Linked DNA regions of Mus musculus: regions 2 and 3 are each linked to region 1. The links are chromatin contacts, called in public Hi-C and HiChIP or PLAC-seq maps. All regions are on one chromosome and are shown on one strand. Each heading gives the region's core, a stretch centred on a gene start, on an enhancer-like site or on the middle of the called end of the contact. The rest is flanking DNA. Distances are from core to core; before and after follow the strand shown. Region 1 holds the start of 5830416I19Rik (RIKEN cDNA 5830416I19 gene). Region 2 overlaps Rell1 (RELT-like 1). Region 3 overlaps Pgm2 (phosphoglucomutase 2).

Evidence for each region. A called contact is a pair of places that touch in the nucleus more often than the background predicts. HiChIP or PLAC-seq counts read pairs in DNA pulled down with a chosen protein or histone mark.
Region 2: a contact with region 1 is called in an H3K4me3 HiChIP or PLAC-seq map of bone marrow-derived macrophages, with 4 times the contacts expected there. The contact joins the enhancer-like site here to the promoter of 5830416I19Rik in region 1. A contact is called at or near these places in 8 of 39 promoter capture datasets (the C10 cell line, HPC-7-derived erythroid cells, cranial neural crest and 4 more), 3 of 484 Hi-C or Micro-C datasets (the N1E-115 cell line, nephron progenitors and uterus), 5 of 115 datasets of contacts at active chromatin or transcription factors (bone marrow-derived macrophages, embryonic stem cells, memory CD8 T cells and 1 more) and 1 of 9 other capture datasets (adipose tissue).
Region 3: a Hi-C map of muscle stem cells shows a contact between it and region 1, with 1.9 times the contacts expected there. The contact joins the enhancer-like site here to the promoter of 5830416I19Rik in region 1. A contact is called at or near these places in 1 of 484 Hi-C or Micro-C datasets (muscle stem cells), 3 of 115 datasets of contacts at active chromatin or transcription factors (bone marrow-derived macrophages, embryonic stem cells and pancreatic cancer cells) and 2 of 9 other capture datasets (adipose tissue and liver).

What each region holds. Positions count from the first base shown.
Region 1 is chr5:64,043,541-64,046,409 of GRCm38.p6, reverse strand. 5830416I19Rik (RIKEN cDNA 5830416I19 gene) reads right to left here and starts at 1,437. Exons shown (of 3, transcript NR_045384.1): 1 at 1,412-1,437; 2 at 1,223-1,261.
Region 2 is chr5:63,935,416-63,938,284 of GRCm38.p6, reverse strand. It overlaps Rell1 (RELT-like 1), which reads left to right. Exons shown (of 7, transcript NM_145923.4): 2 at 252-479; 3 at 2,191-2,262. Among named protein-coding and RNA genes, the nearest start is that of Rell1, 32 kb to the left of the region's middle. Within about 2 kb of position 1,379, at least 76 of the 459 cell types and tissues checked have an H3K27ac peak or open chromatin away from gene starts, as enhancers often do. A contact at or near this core is called in the N1E-115 cell line, bone marrow-derived macrophages, embryonic stem cells and 2 more, where this site is marked.
Region 3 is chr5:64,111,233-64,114,101 of GRCm38.p6, reverse strand. Pgm2 (phosphoglucomutase 2) reads right to left here. Exons shown (of 14, transcript NM_025700.3): 12 at 1,905-2,094. Among named protein-coding and RNA genes, the nearest start is that of Pgm2, 20 kb to the right of the region's middle. Within about 2 kb of position 1,506, at least 75 of the 459 cell types and tissues checked have an H3K27ac peak or open chromatin away from gene starts, as enhancers often do. A contact at or near this core is called in adipose tissue, muscle stem cells and pancreatic cancer cells, where this site is marked.

The DNA.
Region 1 (2,869 bases), core at 188-2,687:
GTGCGAATTCCCATGTAATTTTGGGAACCCAATTAACGTAATACAAGCAATACACCAAATCTACAACCCTGCATCTCCAGTTTTCTCCGCCTCCCTTCTTCAGGAGGCAAAGAGACCCTTCATATACCCAACACTGGGTCTGTCATTCTAGAAATATCTTTTCTCGCACTGTATCCTCACTACCTCTCTCGTGATAACAGGTTCAGCTAGGAACTAAGGATAAGAGCATCCTTACGAGATAAATGTATTCCATCTGGTTCCAAGGCACAACGAAACCCAGAGAATTCACAGAACTGACCAACATCACGTAGTTGGAAAGGACAGAACTGTGTCTAGACTTCTGTGTCTGTGACTGCTTATGACATAGAACCACAGAGTACATTTTTACTGCCAGTGGATTAACATTCAAATTTCTTGCTACTTATTTTCAAAAGTAGAGCAGTCATAACGTTTGTTTGTTTTTCTTGGAAAATAACCACAGGAAAACCCAACAGTGACAGAGCTTTTTAACTTTGAGTGTGGCCCTTGCTTTTTGTTTCGTATGCCTGAAAGAGTCCCCTGGAGAGCCACCCAAGCCCTGCTGCATGTGACATGGCTCAGAGCCAGGCAGCAATCCTGCTCTTCCCACCCGGAGCCCTTGGCCGGTGGCCAGCCTGCAGCTCCGTACTCATACCCACTGTATTGTCTGCCGGGCTGGTCATGTGAAGGGATGACTGATTTAAGGACATGAACGCCATGATTCATAGGAGGGGGGGAGAGGGAGAGAGAGAGAGAGAGAGAGAGAGAACATTAGCTCACACACCAGTAGCCACTCTCAGCACTGACCCGTGTTAAGAAGAAGTGGTGCCGGTCAGACAATAGGAGAAGACCTACATCCTCTCTTTGAACTGACTGTGGCTCTGAGATTACAGGGCTTGGCCAGGAGAAGGATTTTGAGGCAATAAAGCAAAGAGCCTCTGGATAAGTCATATGCCAGGGCACAAAACATAAGTGGCTCTTTGACCTCAGTCAGCCTCCGATAGTCTCTTACAGTGGCTAAGAACTTTAGGTAGGTTTGAGTCATACAGCTACCACCACACATATTGTTGTAGCCAACGACTACATCTACTTCAAAGGATTCAGTGCTTTAACACAGGTACAAATCAGCACGGGACCCAATCATGGTAACTTCTACACCAGTGTGAGTTAGCAGGATTCTTAGGAGAGATGCAGATACAGTTACCTGGAAACGGAGTCGCCATTTCTCCATCTTCTTTCAACCCTGAGGATAGAAAGCGTTCCTACATTATCCTATACTGCCTCTGCCATTCTAGAAATAACCCTGCACCCCCACTCACCTCCCTCCCCGAACAGCGAGCTCATCCAACACGAAGCTGGCGAAGCTGGCGCGCACACCGGCTCTGACACATACCTCCCGGCAGAATAATGGGTGGCACTGAGAGTGCTTGTTCAGACCAAAGCAGAGCGGGTGAAACAAGGAAGTCGCAAAGTGTTGTGGTTTAAAACGGATAGACAGATAGACGTTTACAGTTTAGGATTACCGCCAGCGAGTACAGGGCCACGGGAGGAGACTCTCAGCCTTCAGACTATTTCTCTAACAAGGTGCTTGTCCATCCATCCCCCCCACACTTCCCCAACCTTCCCCAGCCTACCCTCCCCCGCCCCAGATAAAAGTGTCATGTGCCAAGACATGATCTCTTTAGATAACATTTTATTTATTCTTTTTATTACATTTCTTTGTTTTGTGTTCGGATGTGGGAGTGGCATATGAAAACCATCATGGGGGCTGGGATAGCAGAGACCACTCTGGAAAACGGTGTAGACCAAACTGAGACAGATGGGGAATCCCACAATCCCCTCTCAACGTCCAGCTTCCAAAGAAGGCCTGACTTCTTCAAGGTACACAGAACCTTTTAAAACTACCATCCAGTAACTGAGCCTTCACACATGCAGGTCGTTCATACTTTCAACCCAAGCCTTTCAGCCACTTTCTCTCTTCATTCTAACAAAAATAAGTAAGTAAATAATAAATAAATTCAAGAAATCAGCCCCCCACCAAGTTTTTCTTGATCAAAATGCCTCAAAAAGAGGAGGCTGTCTCTAACCCAGAAGTGTAATTTGACGCCTGTCTGCAGCAGTCTTCTGTGCTGATTAGCATGGACATAAATATTCATGTGCTGATTCATGAGGAGGAGGTGGCAACGAAGAAAGCATCAATAATTGTTGATTGTTATTAGCCATAAGTGGGGCTAGCAGAATGAGCTTATTATCCCCCAAGAAATGACATTAATGTTGGTTTCACACACACACAAACACATACACACACACACAGAGACTGCAACATGCATAGGAGACAAAGCCTAGATTGCACACATATAACGAGTCTTTCTTTTGCCATCTGTTCTTGAATTTTTTATTTAAAAATCTCTGACACATGAGTATTTGTGATGGAGGAAGTTGGCAACCACTTTGCACTCATTCTCCAAGGGGCCTGGAGGCCAGAGCATCCCACCAGCAGCTGCATGGTGCAGAGGTGGGCTGCCACTGGCACTTCTGTCTCCACACAATGGGAAACATTGTCCCTCTGTTCAGGTTGGAGATGTCTTTGGAGACCTATTATCCCGGGAACAAATAGAATGATACAATATATCCGTTGTGTTTGACAAATAAGGGAATAGGTACCACTGAGAGTCTAAACTGTCCTTAGTGTATTTGTTAGGATAAAGGGCAAGCTGCTATAATGCAGACTGTTTTTAAAAGTTCAGTGGCTTCAGAGAGATACCTTTGCTCTTTTCAAACAAGCCAGGCCTTCCATGTTGGCAGGATGGCTCTAATGCACGTGCTTCCTCTGGGATCTGGTTTCCCCTCC
Region 2 (2,869 bases), core at 130-2,629, 110 kb after region 1:
CTTGCATGTGTATTCTGTGCAGTCTAAAACCCTGTGCCTCCTAATCCTCTCTTAAGAGATCTCATAGTTCAGGAGGTGACTTAGACTGTGTCAGCTCGAGCCTATGCTCGCACCCTTTATCCCCCTCTATCGGGATCCCCAGACCTGTGTACAGCTCGTAGCCTTTGAAGCACAAAACTTTGATGTAATGGAAATATTCCCAGAGCTTTGTCGCCATCACCTAACAGAGCCGTGTGTGTCCCTCTCTGTAGACAACACTGGTAGCCACACGTTACACTCCCGAGCAGAGACCACTCCATCGTCACCCACCAACAACCCTGGGAATGGACACCCGGAATACATCGCGTACGTGCTCGTCCCTGTGTTCTTCGTCATGGGTCTCCTTGGTGTCCTCATCTGTCACTTACTTAAGAAGAAAGGCTACCGGTGTACAACAGAGGCGGAACAGGAAGTCGAAGAGGAAAAGGTGGAAAAGATAGGTAAGTAACCTCTGCTTTAAAAGGAAATGGCTTGAGGAGTGGGTTCTAAGTGGAAAAAACAAAACTTCATATATAATCCATTTCTTTATGAGGAAAACTATTTTCTGCAGTAATCAGAGTTTGAAACCTTGCCTGCATTTATTGAATGCTTGCTGAGGGTTTACTTCAGAGCCTGGTAGCCCGGGACTGTTATTTGTATGGTATATATTTATTTCTAATTGTATTGACAGTGAATTTAATGAGGGTACCTTCTCTCCACTTTGAAGGGTTAATGTGAAATTTTGAGACAAGGTGTTTTGGTGATTGGCACTTACTCATAAGCCTAATCCTTGCTGTTACTTATTGAATCAAGATTCTAATAAGAACGGTAGGGACGTGAAACGGGTCTCATCGGGTTTGCTGTGTTAAGTATCACTGGAGGAGTTCTCATTGAAGTCCATGTGACTGAACTGTATATTATTAATGAATAGATGTTTGTCATAGTTCGGTAGAGCTGCAGCAAGAACTGGTGCTTCCATGTGAGTGTCAGGGCGCTCATCTTTCCCTCTGCACATATGTTGATAGCTTGTGGTGGGGTCACCTCCATCCACAGCATGTCTTCCTCACTGATATTCCTATCCAGTCCTGCCTGAGGGAGGTTTCCTGATGGGTCCCAGGACTGGCAGCTCACTCTTCATCCAGCTCAGCCCCTCTGTGCCATCTTTGCAGGGAGGTGACATTTGGAGTAGGTCACCCATGGAGCCTACCGGCAGGGAAGGTTTCTCAGTGGTGGCTTGCCAGCTTGCTGGACTGTTGGTTTTTCCACCCCCACTGACCTTTGAGGCTGGGGAACATGGGTGAACAGGATGAGTCACGCTCAGCGAATGAGCAAACCGGCCTTGAGTGTTTGTCAACAGAGCAGGGCCTCCCCCGCTGTTCCTTCTAACCCACGAAGCAGGCTGGCTCAGGCTGGCTCAGGCATCAGCCCCCACTGTGACTGTCCAAACATCTATAGGTCATAGGGGAGAAGCCTCCCTTGGGGTGCAGAGGACACTCCTGCAGGTACATGGGTGTGCTGTTGTCCCAGTCTGTACAATGTCTCAATCCAGTCTCAGCTGGTCCTGCTAAATAAATTATACAGATCGGTTTCCAAATGGAGGCTTGCCCCTCTTTCTCCGCCTGACTTGGCTGTCACGTGCTGGGTCCCCAAAGTAAACTGAGTCTGTAAACAAATAACCAGTGCCCAAATTTAGCTACCTTGTTTCAAAGGAAAAGAGAGTTTTATAAACATGGATGAATACTTAGTACTTACTTGTTCAGTTGAAACCATTAATCAGTAGGCCAGTTGTATACAGCATGTCTGAGATTCGATAAAACCTTTTCGTGATCCTTCTTCTTGTTTCTCCAGAGGGTTGAAGGTAATAAGGAAAGATAGGAGAACGTGGGGGCAGAGATACATGCACTCCTGTAGTGTCATGCAAAGCAAGGGGATGCTGGACAGTCCTGCGCCTTTTCTGTTTAATTTATAAATGCGTGTTCAGCCCAGGAATTCAAAAACGTGTGGCATCGGGAAGGTGGGGCTGAAGGATTAAAGCTAGACTCTTTGCACTGTGTGAGGGTGCTTAAACTTTCTGGAAGGTATTCGGCGAGGCCTTAGGCTCTCAGATAAATGTCTAGTTGACTTGTTGCAGGTGATGGATCGTAACGCCGCTCTGTCCTCTTTCTCTCTTAGAGTTGAATGACAGTATAAATGAGAACAGTGACACGGTCGGCCAGATTGTCCAGTACATTATGAAAAATGAAGGTAAGGATATCTTCGTGCTTTGGGGCATCTCAGTGTTATTTAAAAATCTCCTTAGAGTCAGAATTTGAATGGCTTCGCAGGGCTTTTACCTGAACTCTGTAACTCCTCAGCTTTTAGCACTGTCACAACAGGAGAGGTTGCCTTGGTGGTGTTTGGTGGCTTCAGCACAGCAAAGGGCCAGGAAGGTCGATAGCTTCTAGGCTGTGTATCACGTGACTTTATAAAGCCTCAGCTTCCTCCTATGGAGTGAGAGTTACATTACACAACTGTGTAGGGTAGCACAAGCGATGTGCTGGGAGTCATAAGGACTCACATCTTAGCTGGTTCTTGTGTTTCACATTTAAGGACATGAGTTTGAACTGGGAAGAAATTGAGGCATCCTGGTAAGAACTGGGGAGTGACGGCCAGGGCCCACGTGCCTGTAACACCAGCCAATGGGTGAACTGCAGGTTCAGTGAGAGAGCCTGTCTCCAAATAGGAGGAGAGTGATTGAGGAAGATGCCCACATGGACCTCTGCCCTCTGTGTGCACGCATATGAATATTCTCTCACGCATCACACACACACACACACACACACTTACTTTTGCCAGTTTAACCGCTTGGCCA
Region 3 (2,869 bases), core at 257-2,756, 68 kb before region 1:
CCTTTTCTCTTTTAAACTGCTTCTCTTTGGTATTTTGTTGCAGTGCCAAAAAGTCTGTCACACTTAAAAAGTAACCACAACACTGAACAAAGAGAAATGCTAACCAACATACTGTGACAATTTAGAACACTGCGTTTAGAGAGAGATTTTTTCATCGAGGGGACAAAGTCAATTGTACAGAATGGCGAGAACGGTGTTAACGTCTTTGTACGCATCACACATCCATCACTACAAAGATGAGTAGATCCTGAAGATAGAGTCTGGTTACCGGACAGTAATGGAACAGTGCTTTCAAACTCTGAGGCTGGGGAATGTGAGAAAGGCAAGACATGTTCAGCCCTGAGGCCTCCCCAGCTTTACTTTCACCGTCCCAGAAAACACTTAGAAGATGTGATGTAGGAAAATGAAGACAGGAAGAAGCCATGAGTTCAGGAGTGAGGGTCTCAGCCTTGGCAAACGGCATTCTGAGGAGGACAGCTGTGCGCTCAATCCAGAGGATGATCCAGCTGCATGGAGGGGTGGAGGAAGACCAATGGACACAGACAGGGGCCACATAACAGCTGGGACCTGGGAGCAGTAAAAAAAATGTCACCGAGAACTATTAGGGAGGACTAGTGACATTTGGCATAAAAATCCAGACAACCAAGATACAATCATATACAAAACAAATAACCCTAACTGGTTATAGGAACGTAACTTTTCATGTACAGAAGGGCAGGACTCTGAAGAAGCTACTGAGAAACTCAGATCATGGTAATGGTTAACCATCATAATCAAGGCTCAGGGACGATTCCTGACGCCAGGCACAGGGCTTCTGTATGTAGGAAGTCTATGCATGGATTCTTTATCTCCATGAGACAGGAAAAAGTTCCATGGCAAGCAGCAGGAGAAACGATTGAGAGGAAAGGTGGTTGGTTGTCTCAGTGTGACAATAAAATGTCACACTTCACTATAATCTTTCTAATAGCATTTACCTCTTATAAATATATTCTGTTCATATGAAAAATTTGAAACAAAATACAAAAAGGTAAATATCAAGGAAGACATCTAAAATTCCGTCAGGATATTCCTGCTGTCCTCCTAACCTGGGCATGGCCGGCTCTACACTTCTGCTACCTCTGGCTCTAAGGGAGATCCTGATGCAAACATTTGCAGCTAGGCCACATGCAACCAGAGAACAAGGCCAAACACATCAGAAAGCCACTTATCAGTGGTTCCCCCAGAGTGGACCAGTCTCGAGTCATCTGGAATCTAATTAGACATGCGAATTCTTCATTCTTAGCCCCGAGCTACGCAATGAGAGACTCCAGGGTGGCTTTCAGCACTGTTTGCTTGTGACAGGATGTCATAATAACCCAAGCTGGTCTCAAACTCAGACTTATGATGCTCCTGTCTTGTTCTCCAAGTGTAGGGATTTAAAGATTTATAGGTATGTGTCATCATATCCGGCTAATTCTGGTTAGTCACCCGTCCTCTTGGTGTGGGTGACTCAGATACTCTCTGGAGTGACGTGTTCTGGTGAAGAGAAAAAGCTGGGTCCAGAGTCAAAAGGCTTCTCCTCCACCTGGACCCTGACCAGTCACTGCCCTTCTGAGTCACCATTTCTTTGCCTGTGGGAGGATGGCTTGGAATGTCATTAGTCATCAAATGACTAGTGAGATCACTTGCATTTCTAACTCATGGCTTCTAGTTTTTCCCACATATCCTATTTTATTTGTTTATTCTTTATCTGATGCTAGGGGCCTAACCCAAGGCCTTGTCATGTGCCAGGCAAGCAGCCTACCCCCAAGCTATACACATCCAGCCTGAATTTTCAATCAACCATGGAAATAAAGGAATCTATTCAAATGGTAGGCAATGGTGAACACAGAATAGATTAGTTGACAGAAGTAAATGTGACTTACAGCTTTCTTGTCAGGCTGGCTATCATCATAGCCAGTTGTAAGGTCCCTGATAGCAGAGATTTCAAACTTGCCACACATTTTGGGATAATTATTCTTCCCGTCATAGTTTCTCAGGTTTCCAAATAAGTTTTGAATTGTGCCCTGATCATGGCAGATAAAATATGAAGCTGTGGTAATATGATAGCCGTACCTATAAAAAGAAACCATGAATGTAAGCAAAATGAGCCACAAAAATTCTGCAGAATGTATGGCAAGATGTGTGCCAACTAGCTCACTCTAAAGTGAGTGAAACAGGGAACTCTAACCAACTTCAAAAAGATGAGTTAACATTAAAGAAGAAGCTGGGGCTGGCATGATGCTTCAGTGGGTAAGGGTGATTGCTGCCAAGCATAGCAACCTTAGTGGATCCCTGGAACACACATAATAAAAGGAGAGAAACAATTCCTCAGTTGTCCTCTGACTTCCATGTGTTTGGTGGCACGTGTGTACCCACTCATATATACACAATATATATATATATATATACATATATATATATATATATATATAGAGAGAGAGAGAGAGAGAGAGAGAGATAGGTAGAGAGATATAGATATACACACACACACATATGCACATACCACATACACACACACAAACAATAAATAAATGTTAAAAACAAGTAAAGGGGTTGAAGAGATGGCTCAGTGATTAATAGCATGAGCTACTTTTCCAGAGGACCCAGGTTTGAGTCTCAGCTCCCTCATTGTGGTTCACAAACATCTGCAGCTTCACACACATCATAGCAATTTCAGGAGACCCGATGACCTCTTCTGGCCTTTGCAGGCACCAGGCATACACACGGTGCATGGAGACATGCAGTCGAAACACCCATACACATAAAATAAAGGTGAATACATTTTAAAAGAAGACAAAAAAGAGGTCCAGGGCAGAAGAGATAGCTCAGCCGGTGAAGTGCTTGCCTT